Linked DNA regions of Sus scrofa: region 2 is linked to region 1. Evidence: chromatin contacts called from public Hi-C data. All regions are on one chromosome and are shown on one strand. The core of a region is the stretch at or near the end of the contact, and the rest is flanking DNA. Distances in the headings are between cores, read along the strand shown. Region 1 holds the start of NR6A1 (nuclear receptor subfamily 6 group A member 1). Region 2 holds the start of WDR38 (WD repeat-containing protein 38).

What was found. A called contact is a pair of places that touch in the nucleus more often than the background predicts.
Region 2: a Hi-C map of embryonic fibroblasts shows a contact between it and region 1, with 6 times the contacts expected there. The contact joins the promoter of WDR38 here to the promoter of NR6A1 in region 1. A contact is called at or near these places in 5 of 5 promoter capture datasets (fetal liver, fetal skeletal muscle, liver and 1 more), 32 of 47 Hi-C or Micro-C datasets (adipocytes, adipose tissue, alveolar macrophages and 18 more) and 2 of 2 datasets of contacts at active chromatin or transcription factors (alveolar macrophages and skeletal muscle).

Annotation. Positions count from the first base shown.
Region 1 is chr1:265,566,891-265,572,363 of Sscrofa11.1, forward strand. NR6A1 (nuclear receptor subfamily 6 group A member 1) reads right to left here and starts at 3,997. Exons shown (of 10, transcript NM_001097499.1): 1 at 3,732-3,997. The coding sequence starts at 3,831.
Region 2 is chr1:265,628,462-265,633,662 of Sscrofa11.1, forward strand. It overlaps WDR38 (WD repeat-containing protein 38), which reads left to right and starts at 3,692. Exons shown (of 9, transcript XM_021068623.1): 1 at 3,692-5,201.

The sequences.
Region 1 (5,473 bases), core at 2,747-5,246:
TGTACTAAAGAACAACAGTACTATAGCAGTTTTGTTTTTTTTTTTTTTAATGAAAGTACAAAATTCTGAGGTGACTCAGAACTAACTTGATCTTTAAAGTCACATAACTTAAAAGTTAAATTGTCATGGAAAATATCTGCTGATGTATTTTGGGGGGTAAACATTCAAACGGCATGGTTTTAGCAGAAAAAGGACATCATGTTATTTAGTGAACTTCTCCCAAATTCCTTTAAAGTGTAATTACACAAACATGCTTTTAATCACTTATAATGGCTTATAACCTTCCTTTGCTTGAAATATTTAAAAGTCTACTCCCTCATTCTCTTAAAATAAAATGAACAAGTGCACAATACTCAACATATACTTCCTCAAATCATCTTCCTTTGAAATTACGACCAAGTGAGTTCATGTTTCTCAAGAAAACCTACAAGCAACAACTGAAAATATCAGGCACAGTCAGCACAGGGAATTTCTGGAAGGGTGATGGCGCATCAAAAGGCTAGCAACTCTGTTCCGATAGAATAAAAACCATTTAAAGGACTGTAAATTTAGCATCAATGGCGTTTCCGGCAGGAAAACATTTCTAAAATTCCACCTCCAATTTATTTCTTCATGACACAAGCCAAAAGACCTCCTATCTAGCGATCTACTGCAAACAGTTCATACAAAATATAAATCAGGATAAAGAGCCAAGATAATTCATTTTCTCTGTTTAGAACCTACGTGCTTTCATTTACTTTTGGAGGAAAAATGTTAATTAGGAAGTGTAAAAGAAAAAGAGTCCCACCATTCTAAAGATAATTTTTTCCCCCTTTTTGGTAATTCTTGTGTGATCATGTTACTTATAACAGATAATGAACATAAATTGTAAAACAGTAGACGATGCTCATTTTTATGCTGGAAAGTAAAACATCCCACAACGGTCTAATGTTTCATGTATTTTCTTTAAAGCCCATCAAACTGCCAAAAGTCCCATTGTGTTTTCAACAAAGAGGAAATATTTGTAGCACTAAATTGGGCTGATGTAAAATACTAAAGCCACCTTAGCCTAAATGGATTGCTTGATCACATTCTTTTAAAGGTTCTGACAGACTGAGGAAATGAGACTGTAAATGGGAAATTTGATTAAGAGTTAAAATTACTATTGAGTTCTTTAAAATGTACTAATGAATAATTAATAGTAAATGCAATTGCTAGGCTTCCCTTACAACAATATTCAAGTAGAACTGAAAGTACTGTCTGTAGTAAAATCCATCAGCTACATGTCATGCACAGGTGGGTACAGGAAGTATACACACATAGAAAGGCAATATGAAAATACACACACTACGGAGTTCCCGTCATGGCGCAGTGGTTAACGAATCCGACTAGGAACCATGAGGTTGCGGGTTCGGTCCCTGCCCTTGCTCAGTGGGTTAACGATCCGGCGTTGCCGTGAGCTGTGGTGTAGGTTGCAGACGCGGCTCGGATCCCGCGTTGCTGTGGCTCTGGCGTAGGCCGGTGGCTACAGCTCCGATTCAACCCCTAGCCTGGGAACCTCCATATGCCGCGGGAGCGGCCCAAGAAATAGCAACAACAACAACAACAACAACAACAAAAAGACAAAAGACAAAAGACAAAAAAAAAAAAAAAAAAAAAAAAAAAAAAAAATACACACACTAATACAGGCTGCAATGTGGATCTAGGACTTGGGTAAAAAATCAGCATTGTAAATTTTAGATCACAATTTGCGACATTAACACATTAAGACCAAACCAAATCATCTCTTAAAAAGCTGAAAAGTCAAAAGCACTAAAGAAATCCTTTGTTCCTTATGATGGTCTCCTTCTACCCTAACTGGATTCCAGCCTCCTCCTTTGTGACACGGGATTTTATTGATCTCAAACATGTTCACATTCAGAAATTAGTCTCCAAAGACATCCCAAGGGACTGCCTGCCACCTAGATACTACACATCACAGACATCTTAAAAAAAGACAAGAGCTTAGAAAACATATCACTATTTGGTCAAGAACATTAAGTGAAGTTAACCAGGCTCTCTTTTAAATAGACTTTTCCCTTAACTGGTAAAAATACCAGATCTACTGAAATGGCAATAAATGTTTGACGAGTTAATAAATGTATGAAGGCACAGATCCACCCAAGATTTCTCCCCTTGTGTAGCTCCTCATTCATTCGACAACTGAGCACCTAAGTGACCTATTTTCAAGTTACTTTCCTCACACCTGCCAGGTCACTGTCCTGACTGAGAAACTTCTTGCTGAAGCAATTAATTTTTAGTGCCTCCTAACTGTCCCGGGTGTTTGCATTCAATTTGAAATCTGTTACTTGTTAGACACTGTTCGGTCCTAGATCTTTCAGAGAATTGCGCGTTTATGGCGCAGAGAGGGGAGGAGGCACGGATCTCTGAGAGCCTGCCCTTTATTCGGAAATGAGGAGATGTGAAAGGTGGAAGGCAGGGCAAATAAATAAATAAATCGGGTTTGCCGCCGAAGCGTTTGCCGGCCGGTACGAGCACCCTTTGTAATGCAGGCCTCCCGGGGCTATCGCCTGCGCTAATTGCTCCAGGGCGCTTTCCAAGTTCAAAAGTTCACCTTTTACGACCTCACAAAAGCTCCTTACACGTTACCAATAAAAACATTCCGCGGCAAACACTGAGGGGAAAAATATCAAACAGATACAAATAAAACACCCCGCGGGGGGAGGGAGCCGGGGGTGGGAGGGCGAGTCGGGCCCAGCCACAGCCCCGAGGAACCTGAGGACTTGGCCGGGACGTGGGGCAGGGGAGAGCGGAGGGAGGGAAGGGCCAGGTGAGGGATTCTCCGGGCCTGGGCTCCGGGATCGCGAAAGGGAAGAGAAGTGAGCTTGGGCAGGCGCGGGCCGAGACCGGCGAGTGCAAGGAGGGAAGAGGCAGGTGTCCCGGGCACCAGATCGGGCCGGAGATCCGAGCCACCGGGGGGAAAGAGATGAACAGGGCCGGGGCAGGCGGGCAGGAGAGCGCCGGGAAGGAGCGCAGAGAAGCAGGGCGCGGGGTCCGAAAAGGAAACGCTGAGCCAGTAGCTACCGAACTGGGGGTTCGGTGCCGAGGTGGAGGCTGGGGCAGCACGGGAAGCGCGGGACGGCAGGGAGACGGGAAAAGGTGAGGGGCAGAGAGAACCAAGGGGACGAGGGTGTGGCGTCCTCAGGGCGCTGAGGGAGCTTCCGCGGAGGAAGAAGGGCCCGCGTGGGGGAACACGGTGGGGGAGATCCGGGTGGGGAGAGAAAAGCTTAGAGTCGAAGGGAACACTTTGGGGGAGAGGCCCCCACAGAGGGGTCCCCCAGCGGGGGGGGGGGAAAGGGCCTCGGAGCAGAGGGAACTGGAGGGGGAGGGAAAGCCCCCACTGACGGGACTGGAGGTGAGGGGGCCGAGAGACGGGGAGAGGGGTCGGCGCAGAAGGGACCTAAGGGAAGGGGGAGGATTCGCGCAGAGGGACGGGGGGAGGGGAGGCTTGTGCGGAGGGGACAGGGGGGAGGGGGAAACGAGGGTCGGGATTGAGGGAACTGGGCAGGGGGAGGATCAGCACGGAGAGGAACGGGGAAGGAGGAAGGAGGAGAGGGAGGGTCCGCGCTGGGGGGACCCGGGGTCGCCGCAGCTTCCCACGGTGAGAGTCGGCTGAAAGGAGAGGGATCCCCAGGGCAGGGGACAGGGCGCCGGTTCTTGCCGGGCCGGGACTCTGAACTCCCCTCACCCACCGTTGCGCGGCGGCGGAGGGAGCGCGGCGGGCGGCTCCAGGAACCCCGCCGAGCCCCCGCCGCCTCCCCCTCCGCTAGGCGGCCGTTCGTCCCGCTCCATGCGGTGGTGCTCAGGACCCGCGCTCGGTTCGCTGCTCCGCCATGACCGGCGCCCTCGCCGTCGTCGTCGTCCGCCGGGGGGGAGGGGGCTGTCAGGGGCCGGAGGGCTCCCGGCCGCGGCGCTCTCTGGGCCCCTAGCCGCCCGGCTCCGCGCCCCTCCGCGCCGCGCCCCCTCAGCACTGGCCAGCTCCCACCCCCGACGTCACGCGCCGCTGCCACGCATGCCCCGCGGGGCACCCTGGGAATTGGAGTCCACCGGGCGAGGTCGGCCGGGCGGGACCCCACCAATTGAAGGGGTGGGAGAAGGGAACGGAGGCCCTGAGAAGGGAAGGCCAAGGCTTGTCACCATCACGAACTCTGATGAAAACTTCTGGTAAAAAACTGAATAAATATTACTTCAGGGTCTGCTCTTTATTATGACATATCCATGATCAACCGTCCCTGCGATGCTCCGTATCCTCCCTCCCTGACAATGAGTCTTTCCTAGGAGGCGGATCGCGAAGGAGCCGGGTGAGCACGTGCAATGAAGCCCAGCCCTGTAGGCGGGGCTCGGAGGGGGCGGAGTTTGGAGGTATTCACGAGGGCCTTCCTCCGCGGCTTTGGGACAAATTGGACCCGAGATTAAAGGACCGGAGTTTAACTCGGGATGACTGCGTTCGTATGCAAATTGAATCTATAAAACTCTGCTTTCCGGGGTACTCTTTAAAGCCTTTTACCTCCGGGTGGGCGGGAAAGACTAAAGTTTCTCTTCCTCCTCTTTCATTTTCACCCCTGACCAAAGAACAGAATGGCAAACTAAGTAAGCTTCAGGCCATTGATGCCGTTAAAGAAACTCAGACTGTCCATTCCTGGTGTCTTGAACCCCACCCCCACCCCCGTTTAAGAGGCTCCTTACCCAGTTCGCTTTCCCTCCTCCTCAGTTTTTTTATCTGTGAAATGGGATTAGAATAGGGATGGGGTCCAGTTGGAGGATCCCAGCCTCCCCCGCCGTAGCTCTTTGCCTCAGTCTCCCAGAGCAAAATCCCAGATTTTGCAGTTTCTGATGGGGCTAGCTGACCCCACCTCCTGTGGCCACCAGGTGGCGCGCAGCCACCAAGCGGCGTGCAGCCACCAGCCTCGGCTTGCTGGGGGCGTCCACCTCAGGGACCCATCTCTCACCGTGGCTGCCTTCCAAGGTCTGAGCTCTACCTGGCCTGTTTGAAGACAAAGAACAGGAACACTGGCTGATTCCTTGACCGCCTCTACTCTGCGGAGTTATGCCGAAGCTTCCTCACTGGCTACCCATTCCCCACCCTGACACCCCACCAATCTATTGGCTCATCTATGTCATTACTTGCTTAATTTTTTTTTTTTTTGTCTTTTTAGCTATTTCTTGGGCCGCTCCCACGGCATATGGAGGTTCCCAGGCTAGGGGTCGAATCGGAGCTGTAGCCACCAGCCTACACCAGAGCCACAGCAACGCCGGATCCGAGCCGTGTCTGCAACCTACACCACAGCTCACGGCAACGCCGGATCCTTAACCCACTGAGCAAGGGCAGGGACCGAACCTGCAACCTCATGGTTCCTAGTCGGATTCCTTAACCACTGCGCCACGACGGGAACTCCTACTTGCTTAATTTTTATTTATTTCTTTTAATCATTTT
Region 2 (5,201 bases), core at 2,442-4,941, 61 kb after region 1:
GAGTTCCTGTCGTGGCTCAGTGGTTAACGAATCCAACCAGGAACCATGAGGTTGTGGGTTCGATTCCTGGCCTTGCTCAGTGGGTTAAGGATCTGGTGTTGCTGTGAGCTGTGGTATAGGTTGCAGATGCGGCTCGGATCTGCATTGCTGTGGCTGTGGTGCAGGCCGGCGGCTACAGCTCCGATTGGACCCCTAGCCTGGGAACCTCCATATGCCTCGGGTCTGGCCCTAGAAAAGACAAAAAAAAAAAAAGCTAAAAATATAATAAGAAAAAAATAAGACCAAGTTTCTACATACATAGTTTTTTTGTTTTTCTTGTCTTTTGTTTTTTGCCTTTTTTTTTTGCTTTTTGGGGCCACACCCACAGCATGGAAGTTCCCAGGCTAGGGGTTGAATCAGAGCTGCCAGCCTACACCACAAGCACAGCGATGCCAGATCCAAGCCTCATCTGTGACCTACACCACAGCTCATGGCAACACTACAGCTCATGGGTTATAGTGGGAAAATGTGGACTCCTGATATAATAATACTTTAATAACACAGCTCGCCAAGCCAGAGTGCTTACTATGTGCAGAATGCTATTCCAAGCACTTCGCATGTATTAACTCAAATCTTGAAGAAACCCTACAAGGCGAGTATTAATCATCCTCATTGTAAACATGAGGAAAAGGAAGCACCAAACAGGTAACTTGAGGTGGGTCGTGGAGTCTGGCCCTCGAGCCTAAAGGTACACAGCTGGTTTTAAACCAACCTAGAGAACCCGGACTGATTAACAGGGGAGGGTGGAAGTCCAGAGCTCACCAGGATTGCAAGATGTCCTACCCTCATAGTTCCCATCGTGTCCGAAAACAAATCCAACTAAGAACCATGAGGTTGTGGGTTCGATCCCTGGCTTCGCTCAGTGGGTTAAAGATCCAGTATTGCCGTGAGCTGTGGTATAGGTCGGCAGCTGTAGCTCCGATTTAACCCTTAGTCTGAGAACTTCCATATGCCTTGGGTTCAGCCCTATGAAGCAAAAAAAAAAAAGTCCTACCCTCGCTGAGGAGTGAGCACGTGACCCCCACTGGGCCAATCGCATGCTCTCCAAAGATGGCTTCACCCTGGATTCTCAGCCCTGCTTCCTCCCTGTCATTCCCATTTGGATTCCACTCCCAGCCCCTTTCCCTGTGGTCCCTTTTGCATCGATGGCGTCTGTTGTTTACAACCAGAGACCCCTGCTTGAGGTCTCCTGTCCACTCAGATCTACCTCTAAGGGAAGCGGGTCCTCTGCGAACCTGACCACTAGGGATGGATATGGCTGGGTGCAAAAAAAGTGAGCCTCCGCAGCGATAGACCACATGGCTCTGTCCTTACTCTTGAGTCATTGATCATCATTTTCACAATTTGGATTTGGAACACAGAAGGCCTACTCATAAAATTTGCAGCTGCTGCAAGTGGCAGAATTAATGCTTTGTGCAATGGCAGCCAGACGTACAGTGCTTTCAAGACTAGACTGCTGGATGGGATCCAAAAAGATGACATTTAACCAGCATAATGTAAGATCTTTCGTGTTTCCGAAGAAGCCATTGTGCAAGTATCAGATCAGGGAGGGAGAGGTGACTGGACAGTAGTTCATGGGAAAAAGCTCCCACTGCGAATTCAGTGAGTCACCAGAATAATGTAGCTGCCGAAAACACAAATGACTCTAGTAATGCAGGCTACAGCACTGGAAATTGAGAAAACTGGAGGTGATGGTACCTTTCGACTTGGCACTTATCACTACCTCCAAAGAGCATGTTTCTACTTCTAGTTGTCACACTTTACAAGGGACAATGACAAATACAATGCATTCCAGTAAAAGTGGCCCAGGTTGTGGGGAAATGACTGAGACGTGAAGGGGATGTGTGCGCAGGGGAGTCCCAGAAAAGAGGCCCAAAAGGGATAATATTAGGGGACCGGCCCTGGAAATTACAGAGAGATTTTATTCAAAGCCCGTTGGATGGCAAATAACCCAAATCACACTGGAGCTCACTCAGCAAAAAAGAATTTACTCTAAGGAAACAGGTGTGTTTTAGGACGGCAGCCTTGGGGACTGGAGTTGGGAGCTGGAGAGCTGGCAGGAAGCTGGGCATCTGACTCTCCACCTCTCTCTCCTCTCTGCTTGTTTTCTTATGAAAAAAGTTTTCTCTGCTTCCTGGGACACTGTCAGAAAGCACATCCTAGCCCTGGCACCCCCTGATCTACTAAACTTCTCAGGATTAGGCATGATGGGGACAAATAATGGAGTCACCCAGGACTCTCCAACAGCATGATGGGATAGGCTGTCCTGCAGGGTACAGAGACCTCACTCAGAGGGGGGATGGGGCAGAGGCTCATACTCCAACCTCCCCAAACTATACTGAAAGAATGTCTGGTGCAAGGAATGAGCTGGGGGCTTGGAAGTTATTGGACATGGGTTTGAATCTCAGCTCTACTACGCTCCAGCTGTGGGACCTTGAGCAAGTCATTTCCCTCTCTCAATCTCCAGGTTGCACTTTAGAATAGCTGTGTACCTACGGTAGTTTCAGAGGAACCAAGGAGCCTGGGAAGGTAGGTACTTAGGGGCAATGAAGAGAGACAAAGCTGGTCCCAGGACTGTGGGTTACCCTCAGGGGCTGGAGTGATTGTGGGAAAGGTCAGCACAGAGCCCCCTCCCCAGGCAGTCTGGACTGAGGGAGGAGAGAACGGGGCAGGCTCCTAGAGAATGAAGAGATAGTCGTCAAGGGGTGGAGAATGTCCCCCAAGGGCCCTGTTGGAGAGGCTAGGATCTGGGTCACCCAATCCTGCGGGCAGAACCTAAGCCAGTGAGATACTTCTGCTGCCTCTGTGACTGTGACCCATGCATCCCCCCTGCTGCCATGGACCCCATCCTGCAGGTGCAGCCCCTGCCCAAACCCAGGGTTAGCCATACCCTCAGGTCCTGCTGGTCATGAAGCCTGACAGCTCCTAATTACCATGTTCTCTCTACATTGTGGGCTGTACCTGGGTTGTGGGCCCCTTGGGTGAGCCTAGCAAAGGGCATTTTGAGCTTTATTTTAAGCTAAAGTGACAAAGATGGATGTCAGGCCCCCCCCACCCCGTTCTCTGAGCACTTACTGCACACCGGGTCCCTTAACAGGCACATCTCACCAGCTCCTCACAAGGCAACCACTTTCAGCATCTGCATTTTACAGATAAGAAAACCGAGGCATTGAGTGATCAGGCATCTTGCCCAAGGTTGCAGAGCTTGTAGTTGGCAAAACCTGGGTTGAATCCAGATCTCTTTGGGGCAGGAGTTCTCAGTCTGGGAGCTGGGCAAAGGAAAGCCACTCAGAGGAAGTGATACTGGAGCTAGATCCCAAGGTGGCCTCGAGGGTGGTGAATCCTGTGTGCACAGGCCCAGGTGGGAATGGAGATGAAGGGATGGAAGAAAGGGCCCTTGTGGATAAGTTCAGGGAGCAAGGTGGGCAGGTGACAGAGGCAGAGAGGTAGGCACGATGCTTTGGTCCTTGAGGGCCCTGGAATTCACGGTGGGTGGTGAATTCACCACAGATTCCTGGGTCCCCACAGGCTGAGTAGTCACTGGGCCTGACGGATGAGGCTTATTCAGAGAGCTCTGGGAGAGATGGGCTGGGCTGGGGAAGGTGGTTCTGTGCCCTTCAGTAAAGCAGAAGCAACTGGGTGGCCAGGGAAATGCCAAATGGGGCAGGGGCTTTAGAGTGCCTACACAGAGGGAACAGGGAGAGGGCCTGGGGAGCCAGCTACCGGGAGTGGAGGTGTGGTGGGGGGGCACGACTAGGACCCATGTGTGGAGCTGGAGGCGGGTGGCCTTATAGGTCCAACTCAGATGGGTCCCTGGAGAGCCAATTCCGTGACCTGGGCCCTTTGGGAGTTACAATGGAGTTAGGGCCGCCTCAAAGCCGCCATTGTCACTCCCTCTCCCGCCTGACTGTCTAGGACCTAAAATAGAGCGAGAGAACAGCAGATCTCCGTGAGAAGAATTTCTGGCAGAGAGGTTTGGGGGGAGGGGTGTGAATCACCACTGGGAACCCTTGAGTTTGAAGCTCGCAAAGCCCAGCTGCCCCAGCTTCACCCCCAGGGAGCCTGAAATCCACTAGACAGTGGGGGAGTGTCTCAGTCCTACCCTGTCCCACTGTGGAGAGGGGACTGGGTTCTGGCCCCAGCTCTGCCATGGAGGTGCTGGAGGACTGGGCCAAATCTGCCCCCTCAGAGCTTCAGTTTCCCAGACGTACCAGAGAGCTATCCGCTGTGAGGCCCCTGGAATTCATGGCAGGTGGTCCTAATCCAGGCCTCAGGGTCAGGCAGATACAGGATGAAGCCCCAATTCGTTTCCTATTTGCTGAGGGACCTTGAACAAGTTCCCCCACTCCTGGAGCCTCAGTTTCCTCATCTGAAAAATGGACATTGAAACCAAGTTCTGTTCTTTCCTGGTTTTAGCTTGAAGTGGCCAACAAGGAGCTCCTTGGGCCTCCCTCTACACCCTCAGACAGGACACTTCGTGGTGCCAGGAATGCTAACAGTGACCCCACTTTTTAATACCCTGTGCTTTGCATATTGCTTCCGGCTCTCCGCATCCTGGAAGGCAGAGATAATCCGTTTCCAACCCTCTTCTTGTGAGTTCTTGGGTACTGGACACTCCTGGAGGAAAGGGGTCTTGGCTCCACAGTGGGCCCTCCAGGGCACTTACTATGTGTCAGGCCCTGAGCTTGGCTCAAGCCTAGAGCCCTGGAGGACAGAGATGGGTTTCTCCTTTGTGCCGAAGGGGAAACTGGATCGTCTCAAAGACGGCTGTGGGCCTTTGGAAACTGATGGGCACTGCGCAAGGGCTCAGGGGAGAGATGGCGCGGTGTGTGGGGTCGGCGTGCCCTCTAGCGGCCGCTGTGCTTGCCGTCTTGCCCCGCGACCAGAGCTGCCCAAGGTTCCACTTGCAGCGGTCTGGGCAGGGAAGTCCCTTCTTAGAGCCCCCGGCAGTCCCGCCTGCTGCTGCCCCATCTCCCATGAGCTCAGAGCAGTGTCTCGCATACAGTCTCCTCTCTTGGCTTCCTAGAGACTCTATGGCGGCTGCGCGCCCCGCCCCGATTGCCATGGAGACCGCCGGTACACAGTTTCCCCCTTCCCCTTCCTCTGAGCCAGGGCCCGCGGGTCAGGCCAGCGCCCACCTAGGAGGGAGCCCCCGGGGGCGG